Regions from separate parts of the Mus musculus genome. Here region 2 is linked to region 1. A link is a contact called in public Hi-C data. All regions are on one chromosome and are shown on one strand. Each heading gives the region's core, a stretch centred on a gene start, on an enhancer-like site or on the middle of the called end of the contact. The rest is flanking DNA. Distances are from core to core; before and after follow the strand shown. Region 1 has its middle 180 kb from the start of Gm52451. Region 2 overlaps Phex (phosphate regulating endopeptidase homolog, X-linked).

The links. Hi-C and Micro-C count contacts between places; a contact is called where the count stands out from the background.
Region 2: a Hi-C map of cerebellar granule neurons shows a contact between it and region 1, with 3 times the contacts expected there. The contact joins two enhancer-like sites. A contact is called at or near these places in 4 of 39 promoter capture datasets (the 3T3-L1 cell line, 3T3-L1-derived adipocytes, embryonic stem cells and 1 more) and 6 of 484 Hi-C or Micro-C datasets (the C2C12 cell line, the HPC-7 cell line, cerebellar granule neurons and 3 more).

What each region holds. Positions count from the first base shown.
Region 1 is chrX:157,077,665-157,082,199 of GRCm38.p6, reverse strand. No RefSeq gene overlaps it. Among named protein-coding and RNA genes, the nearest start is that of Gm52451, 180 kb to the left of the region's middle. Within about 2 kb of position 2,404, at least 16 of the 459 cell types and tissues checked have an H3K27ac peak or open chromatin away from gene starts, as enhancers often do. A contact at or near this core is called in cerebellar granule neurons, where this site is marked.
Region 2 is chrX:157,304,973-157,309,437 of GRCm38.p6, reverse strand. The region is part of intron 12 of Phex (phosphate regulating endopeptidase homolog, X-linked); the gene reads left to right. Among named protein-coding and RNA genes, the nearest start is that of Gm25795, 7.6 kb to the right of the region's middle. Within about 2 kb of position 1,892, at least 25 of the 459 cell types and tissues checked have an H3K27ac peak or open chromatin away from gene starts, as enhancers often do. A contact at or near this core is called in cerebellar granule neurons, where this site is marked.

The DNA.
Region 1 (4,535 bases), core at 1,155-3,654:
CCTTGGTCTTGTGAACATCAAATGCCCCAGTACAGGGGAACTCCAGGGCTGGGAAGCAGAATAGGGTGGGTTGGGGAGCATGGCGGGGTGGGGGGAGGGTATAGGGTGCTTTGGGGATAGCATTTGAAAGGTAAATGAAGAAAATATCTAATAAAATGCCTGAAAATATTGAAACATTTTCAAAAAATTCAAATAGCTCTTTTAGATTACATTTTTTTCTTTTTAAAAAATTTTTTATTAGGTATCTTCCTCATTTACATTTCCAATGCTATCCCAAAAGTCCCCCCCCCACTCCCCTACCCACCCACTCCCCCTTTTTGGCCCTGGCGTTCCCCTGTACTGGGGCATATAAAGTTTGCAAGTCCAATGGGCCTCTCTTTGCAGTGATGGCCGACTAGGCCATCTTTTGATACATATGCAGCTAGAGACAAGAGCTCTGGGGTACTGGTTAGTTCATATTGTTGTTCCACCTATAGGGTTGCAGTTCCCTTTAGCTCCTTGGATACTTTCTCTAGCTCCTCCTTTGGGGGCCCTGTGATCCATCCAATAGCTGACTGTGAGCATCCACTTCTGTGTTTGCTAGGCCCCGGCATAGCCTCACAAGAGACAGCTATATCTGGGTCCTTTCAGCAAAATCTTGCTAGTGTATGCAAAGGTGTCAGAGTTTGGAAGCTGATCATGGGATGGATCCCTGGATATGGCAATCACTAGATGGTCCATCCTTTCGTCACAGCTCCAAATTTTGTCTCTGTAACTCCTTCCATGGGTGTTTTGTTCCCAATTCTAAGAAGGGGCAAAATGCAAGCTTGTACAATCACTCTGGAAATCATTCTGGCGGTTCCTCAGAAAATTGGACATAGTACTACTGGAGGATCCCGCAATACCTCTCCTGGCATATATCCAGAAGATGTTCCAACCAGTAAGAAGGACACATGCTCCACTATGTTCATAGCAGCCTTATTTATAATAGCCAGAACCTGGAAAGAACCCAGATGCCCCTAAACAGAGGAATGGATACAGAAAATGTGGTATATTTACGCAATGGAGTACTACTCAGCTATTAAAAAGAATGAATTTATGAAATTCCTAGGGAAATGGATGGACCTGGAGGGCATCATCCTGAGTGAGGTAACCCAATCACAAAGGATCTCACACAATATGTACTCATAAGTGGATATTAGCCCAGAAACTTAGGATACCCAAGATATAAGATACAATTTGCTAAACACATGAAACTCAAGAAGAACGAAGACCAAAGTGTTTTAGATTACTTTTAAGTGTAGGAATAAGTATTCCGACACTTTATAAATCTCATTATAAAGATTTCCTAAATATATTTGATCTCTTGAAAAGAGGTTACACTGATAAATATTATATCCCGCCTATTTGTTAGGGATTAAAAATATCAAGCAATTTTGTAGGATATAATTTCCAAAGTACTATGGGTATGCTATTACACTTGAAATATGCAGTACTTTGCTCTGATATTTATTATTACCAGTGTCATTTTACAGGTAAGGGCTCAAAATACTTAAGTGAATTCTGCTGAGGCAGACAGCAGAATATTTTCAGTCAATTCCAGCTTTCTTCCTAGCTCCCTTCCACAATTAAACAATTTTCATCTTGATCACAAACCTCTCAGAATTCAAAGGACACTTCTGGAAAGTATAACATTTCAACCACTATTGTCAGCAATTCTTATTGCAAGATATTACTGAAAAACAATTCTGCTTACCATAAGATTACCCTAAGTTTGTTACTGTGTATGCTGTATGAATGGAAATATTATCAGAGTAAATAATAGTTTGATTAGAGACTACAAAGAAAGACAGCTTTATTGTTTAGTCATCTTGGTGAGTTATGAGGGAGGGATAATTGTGCAGTATGTGTCTCTGCACATGCAATTTTGCCCATAAACTAGATGTGAGAGCTGGTGTAGGAGATGGGAAGCAGTATGAGTCAGAGGAGGAAAAGCTGGTGTCTGTTTAATGGAAAACTTCAAAGCCAGTAAATCTTGTTTTGGCTTCAGAAATTGTCACCCCATCTTCAATTCTTTATGCACACATAGGAACAGTGTGCCTGGTGTGGCTTTGTTGATGCTCTCAGATTTCTACCTCATAAGATTACCAGATAAATATAATATAATTTTTGTTTCTATTACAAGATAATTTGAGTCTAAGTGGCCCCCTTTCACCCTCCCTTGCCCTGATTACAAAAGTGAAGCTTGCTTTATCATATTTGGGGCTCTTAAAAATGTTTCCTATACTTGTATCCCTTCATACATTATTCCAGAGAGAGATAAATTTAATTTTTATTAGCTGAGAGCTATGAGTCATTCTGCTAACTGGCACCACCAGCCACTTCCCCAGCAGACTGGCCTTTGCTGAGGGCTCTAAATTTAGGAACTGAATGAGATTGCCTTTTGGTTACATAAAGAGGCAAGGAGATTATTTTTAGCACACCATGATACCTAGAGAGCCCCGTGTGTCTATCTGATTTGTTAACCACAGGCTGAAAGAAAACGTGATTACTGATTCTCTCTATGTACTGATAGGATGCAGCATCCTTCTGGACTAAATGACATGTAGTTTTGTTCACCTGCAATTCTTTATGTTTATTTCATCTGTGTTATAAACATACTGGAAATCAATAGTGTTTAAACACAATGGAAATTTTTCTTACATTTTTCACTTGGAAAAAACTCCCCAATATGCATTATGGTTTTATTCATTATTATTCATATACTCTTTCTCCCTCCGCACCACCCCCCCCCTCTTAAACCTCCCTTTCTACATTCCCTCCTTCCTTTTTCCTTTTCCTCTCCAGTCTCCTTCTCCTCCATTACCCTCTGTATCTTAAGTGTCTTAGGAGTAGAGGGGAAAACATTTGGGCTGTGTCTTTTCTAAGGCTGCTGTCAGAGTTGATGATGGCACATGTCTGTCTAGATCAATGAAGCTTTATTTGTGTTTTCCTTTCTGAGCATTTGTTTTTAGTTTCCTTTTTTGAGGAGATTGCTGTAACTGATTTGGAAAAATAGGAGTGGCAAGACAAACAGGAGGCTTGCTGTCATCTGGGCAGAAAATTAATGGACACAGTGTAGTGGCCAGAGAGCAAATGTGGACAGAGGGAATGTTTTCCTTGTCAATGTATCCTTGATTCGTAGCACAGTATGAAAAGTCAGTGATAGTTCCTTCTGATTCCCCTAGGCCTATTTTAGCAAAAAAAAAAAAAAAAAAAAACAAAAACAAAACAAAACAAAACAAAACAAAACAAACAAAAAAAAACACTTCCTTGCAATGATGACAAATCTTACTTATCTAATTACTTAGACTTGAAATTATTTTTTTAAGGGGCTGTATGGTCATATAGCTAGTTTCTTTTTTTGCCTTATTTATTTATTTATTTATTTATTTGGTATTTTTTCATTTACATTTCCAGTGCTATCTGGAAAGTCCCCCATACCCTGCCCCCCACTCCCCTACCCACCCACTCCCACGTCTTGGCCCTGGCATTCCCCTATACTGGGGCATACAAAGTTTGTAAGACCAAAGGGCCTCTCTTTCCACTGATGGCCAACTAGGCCATCTTCTGCTACATATGCAGCTAGAGACACAAGCTCTGGGGGGTACTGGTTAGTTCACATAGTTGTTCCACCTATATGGTTGCAGACCCCTTCAGCTCCTTGGGTACTTTCTCTAGCTCCTCCAATGGGGGCCATGTGATCCATCCAATAGCTGATTGTGAGCGTACACTTCTGTGTTTGTTAGGCCCCAGCATAGCCTCTCAAGAGATGGCTGTATCAGGGTCCTTTCAGAAAATCTTGCAAGTGTATGCAATGGTGTCAGCGTTTGGAGGCTGATTATAGGATGGATCCCCGGGTACAGCAGTCTCTAGATGGTCCATCCTTTTGTCTCAGCTCCAAACTTTGTCTCTGTAACTCCTTCCATGGGTGTTTTGTTTTGTTTTGTTTTGTTTTTCCATTTTTTATTAGGTATTTAGCTCATTTACATTTCCAATGCTATACCAAAAGTCCCCCATCCCCACCCACCCCCACTCCCCTACCCACCCATTCCCCCTTTTTGGCCCTGGCGTTCCCCTGTACTGGGGCATATAAAGTTCGCAAGTCCAATGGGCCTCTCTTTCCAGTGATGGCCGACTAGGCCATCTTTTGATACATATGCAGCTAGAGACAAGAGCTCCGGGGTACTGCTTAGTTCATATTGTTGTTCCACCTATAGGGTTGCAGTTCCCTTTAGTTCCTTGGGCGCTTTCTCTAGTTCCTCCACTGGGGGCCCTGTGGTCCATTCAATAGCAGACTGTGAGCATCCACTTCTGTGTTTGCTAGGCCCTGGCATAGTCTCACAAGAGACAGCTATATCTGGGTCCTTTCAGGAAAGTCTTGCTAGTGTATGCAATGGTGTCAGCGTTTGGAAGCTGATCATGGGACGGATCTCTGGATATGGCAATCACTAGATGGTTCATCCTTTCGTCACACTTCCAAATTTTGTCTCTGTAACTCCTTCCACGGGTGTTTT
Region 2 (4,465 bases), core at 643-3,142, 230 kb before region 1:
CCTCCTTCCTCCCCCTCCTGGCATTCTCCTACACTGGGGCATCAAACCTTCACAGGACCAAGGGCCTCCCCTCCCATTGATGCCAGATAAGGCCGCTTCAGCTTCTTCAGTTCTTCCCCTAACTCCTCCATTGGGGTCCCTGTGCTCAATTCCATGGTTAGCTGCAAGCATCCATATCTGTATTAATTTTTTAAAAGATTTTGATTATTTAAATACATTTTATACATCAAACATATTAATAATATTTAATATTTTGAGAATCAAATAATACATTAAAATTGTTCAACTTTTATATTCATATTCATATTCTTTTTTTTTGGTTTTTGAGACAGGGTTTCTTTGTATAGCCCTGGCTGTCCTGGAACTCACTTTATAGACCAGGCTAGCCTCGGACTCAGAAATCCGCCTGCTAATTTCAAGCACAGTGAGAAAAATTATCAATAATATTTCCGGACAGAATAACTATTTTGAGATATATTTCATTGATATTTCTCCCTTTTCATTTCTGATTTTATTAATTTGGATACTCTCTCTGTGCCCTCTGGTTAGTCTGGCTAAGGGCTTATCTATCTTGTTGAATTTTCTCAAAGAACCAGCTCCTGATTTGGTTAATTCTTTGTATAGCATTCTTTGTATATCTGTATTCATACCCATCTCTTAATATTATCATTAGACACACTGCTTTGAGTCATTCCTTACACCAGTAATTTTGCCTTAGGGTCAAGAAGCAAGGAGATTCTCACTGTAGCCTTGTTGAAATAGAATTTCTGGGCAGTCCCCTATCTTCTGGCACAAGTTTTTTGTAGAACCTTGTTTGTAGTAACTCTTGAGATTGAGATACCTTATCTTAGATGTTTTAGTTAACAGGATTGAAAAGGCAGATGAGTATTTACAAAGAAGAAAGACCTTGAATAGTATTGGTGGTGGTCTTGGAAGAGGACAATGAGTAATTTTAAATTATTTTTCTCCATTCAAGATCTGTCAAAGCTGTTTTAGGTCATGTACACCACAGGCTGGAGGAGGTAGGAACATACGGGTTGTGGTGAGACACTCTCCATATGGTAGATGAAACTCTTGGCACCAACACCACATTGTTGTTTCTTGAAGGCTTGGTTAATTTAAAAGGTAGCTTTTGATGTGTGGGGCAGGATGTGTCTTGCATTGAACAGTTGAATGCTCAGTGTACTAGGTGCTCTTTGTTGTAGCTTGAGGTTCTAAACTATCAATTTCATAGGATGACTAGTGTGAAGAGAGGGAGAGAGATGGAAGGAAGGAAGGAAGGAAGGGAGAGAGAGAGAGAGAGAGAGAGAGAGAGAGAGAGAGAGAGAGAGAGAGCTATGAATGAGTGAGTTATGGATATTTGGAAGCTTGTAGTCAGCTTTTCAGAAATAGAAATTAAGAGTACTTCAAGTGCTTGCTGACATTCAGTTAGGCAAAGATTGTCTTGTAGCTGGGTCTTCTAAGCAAATGGTCCATGAGTCCTTCTTTAAGGAAACTATTCTCAGTCCTTCTAATATTAGACATGTTTCTGTTGGCCCTCTGGGTTGATCGCCAGTCTTTTATTTCATTTCAACTAGAACTGTCACTTTTTCCTTCTAAAAGTATTCTTTGAACACTCTGCTTTCTTTGAGCTGAGTTCAATCTGCCAGGAACTCCAGTAGCAGCTCTGACAGGCACAAACATCAAAGGCAGTCGTCCTTCTGGATCTCATTAGGCTCCCCTAGGAGGTATTGTATATTAAGGTTCAGAGAAGTCCCAGTAATGCAAGATAAGAAATGGGGTGTTGTCCAAGGATCTCCAGCAGTTCTCCCAGTCACTGCTAGCCCTAAACCCCAGAATACAAAGATTTTCTTCTCCTAACTTGAATTAACTCGCGATTTTAAAAATGACCTCTAGGTGGAGCTCACAGTACTAACAAAGGAGAGAGAAACTGCAGCCTTTTGTGTGGCTTTTCACTCTGGGATGGTTTTTGAGCCCCCCCCCACCCCCTTTTCCCTTTTGCTTTCCTCAATTTGATTGCCTTTTTAATAGTCAACAAGAAAGAAGAGGCTCTGCCTAATAATTCCTTGAGTCTTAGATGGAAATCTCTATCTCCCTGCTTTGTCTTTCTGATATGGAGAAGCTGCTGCATTAAGAGAGGATTTGCCTGCATTTGAAGTGGAGGTGAATAATTTGCCTTCTCTTCCTGGTATGACTTGGCACTGTTTTTTGGACATGTGCTGTACGCAGTATATCACCCAGGCGGAAGATTTCTCATCAATAATAGTGCCCACACTGGGCTGATGCTGAGTCACTTGGCTACCCATTGGGAAAGCTGGAAAAAAAAATGTTCTGATTTGTGAGGGGCTTAAAGCTTTTCTTTCTCTCACCATGAAGCTCCGGACTGCAGCTAATTAAAGTGCCACCTAAGATGTGTTGACCTCAGCTTTCTTTTGTGACCAAAACTACCAAACTGAGTGATAGGGAGACTCATATTCGCAGTGGTCTGAGGGCCTTACCTCTTGGTTTTTGTGACAGTGACCCTGTCTCAAAACAGAAGTGTGTGAATGGGCTTTGTTGTCCTCTTTGCTAGGAGTGATCACTGTAAAAGATAAATGAGGATGTCTCTGCTTCCTTGAAGGGTAAATTTGTTATCTCTGTCTCCCTGCCTTTTCCTGCTCCTCCCTGGAGAGAGGTCATTGGTACTTTTGTGTTTTGAAACTCACCGTGTTGATTTCAAGTGGAAATTTAATATTGGGAAATAAGCACCCATTTTTATTTAAGATTCTGCATTTCCTGCAAGCATGTGCTCTTTAAAAATATTTTTTGAGGTTATAATATAATTACATCATTTCTCCCTTCCTTTTCCTTCCTCCAAACCCTTCCAGTATCGTCTTTGTCACTTTTTGTCTTTTTCTTTCAGCAAAGAACAAGGATGCCTGCTGTTTTTCTGGTTAATAGAGCCTTTGAATAGGCATATAGTGATAATTGGGTGATTTGGGGTGTCTTCTGGAGGATTTACAGTGTCCGGAACAGAGGAGGAGTCCCCCCAAGGTCACTATGGAAGAGACTCAGGCTGCCTTTGGTCTCCCTGGCCAGTTCTGAGTCAGATGTGAGGAGCAGCTTCCTGAGAGTGGCTCAGACTTGTTCCCCAGCTGAATTAATCACCTAGCTCAGTGCTGGACCACCTCTGAACTGTTTCCTTGTGCGCTTTGCATCTGGGGTCGAAGCTTGTCAGCCCATGCCCAGAGAAAAGAAATACCAGCACGGAAGACCTGGGGAGGCAGTGTCCTGAGGGTGGCATGAGGGAGTAGCTGTGGCCTTGGCCACAGCAGGTACAGAGAAGTTGGCTGCATGTTCCCAACTCCTTAGGCATACGACTCCCACGCACAGGCTTCGAGTGAGGTAGGAAGATTTCCACTGCAGAGAGCAAAGCAAAGTGCACCTCACCTCTCTGCCTTTATCACTAAACTCTGCTAATCCCAGGCACTGCAGTGTGCATAGCATACAGTCTGTACTGACCAGTTAGGACCCTGACTACCACCCTCGGAGCCCATGTTTCTGAGGGTGTGCTTTTCCACCTGAGGCACTTAGGAGCTTGTGAATAGGGCACATTTCCTCACACCTGCTTCAAGATCAGGGGTGGGGTGAGTCCTTACTTCTTCACTGCATCCCTGTCTGACTTCTAACTGCCTGCCCCTTCATTCTGCCCAAAGTCTTTCTTGTCCCTATGGAGTCTACTGTGAGTGGCACTGCATCCAAAAGACTCACCATGCCATCATCCTTCCTCACTGGCCCTTAGCCAACAATTGTTGGAAGGCGGCTAGTGCCTGCCCTTCTTTCTCCTGCCTCTCACATGCCCTATAAATGTTCCTGGGAGCTTACCCCGTGGGCTTGAGCTTTCTGGCAAAAATGCCCTTTGCTGCCTGCCTTCCTTTCCCTTCTTGCTTTTGAAGACCTCTTTCTTTGACCACCCCCCACCCCTTTCAAACACCGTGTGCTTTAATCCTAGTCTCTAGCTCTGTCCCTAAGGAGACCACTAATGAGGACACAACCTCTGCGTTAGGTCCTTTTCTCATGCTTCCCTGCCTTTAAGACAATAGTGCATTTCATTGAGTCGGGTTACCAGCATCCTCTCAGCAAACTCAATGCCACAAGCATTTGTAGCACACCAAGAATGTGCCAGGAAATGGGCTGGGAGCTGCAGATTCTGGAAGGGAGGGGGTGATCAGCTGCAGTTCCTTTTCTTCACGTGCTTTCACATACCTAGGGTGACACAGGGATGCTACGGAGGCTGTGCTGGTGGGGGAGGGTTATTTAATAGAGAGTCATGAAGTGGTCCTGGGGGCCTAGGAAGTGAAACTTTAGGAGCGGAGGCAGGCTGTCTCTCAGGGTGCTAATCCTGCCCCTTCCTCTCTTCCTTTGTCATGACCTTGTTAGCTTATAGGTGAGGCTTCTTCTGAGCTCCCCATCACTTGGTACTTGG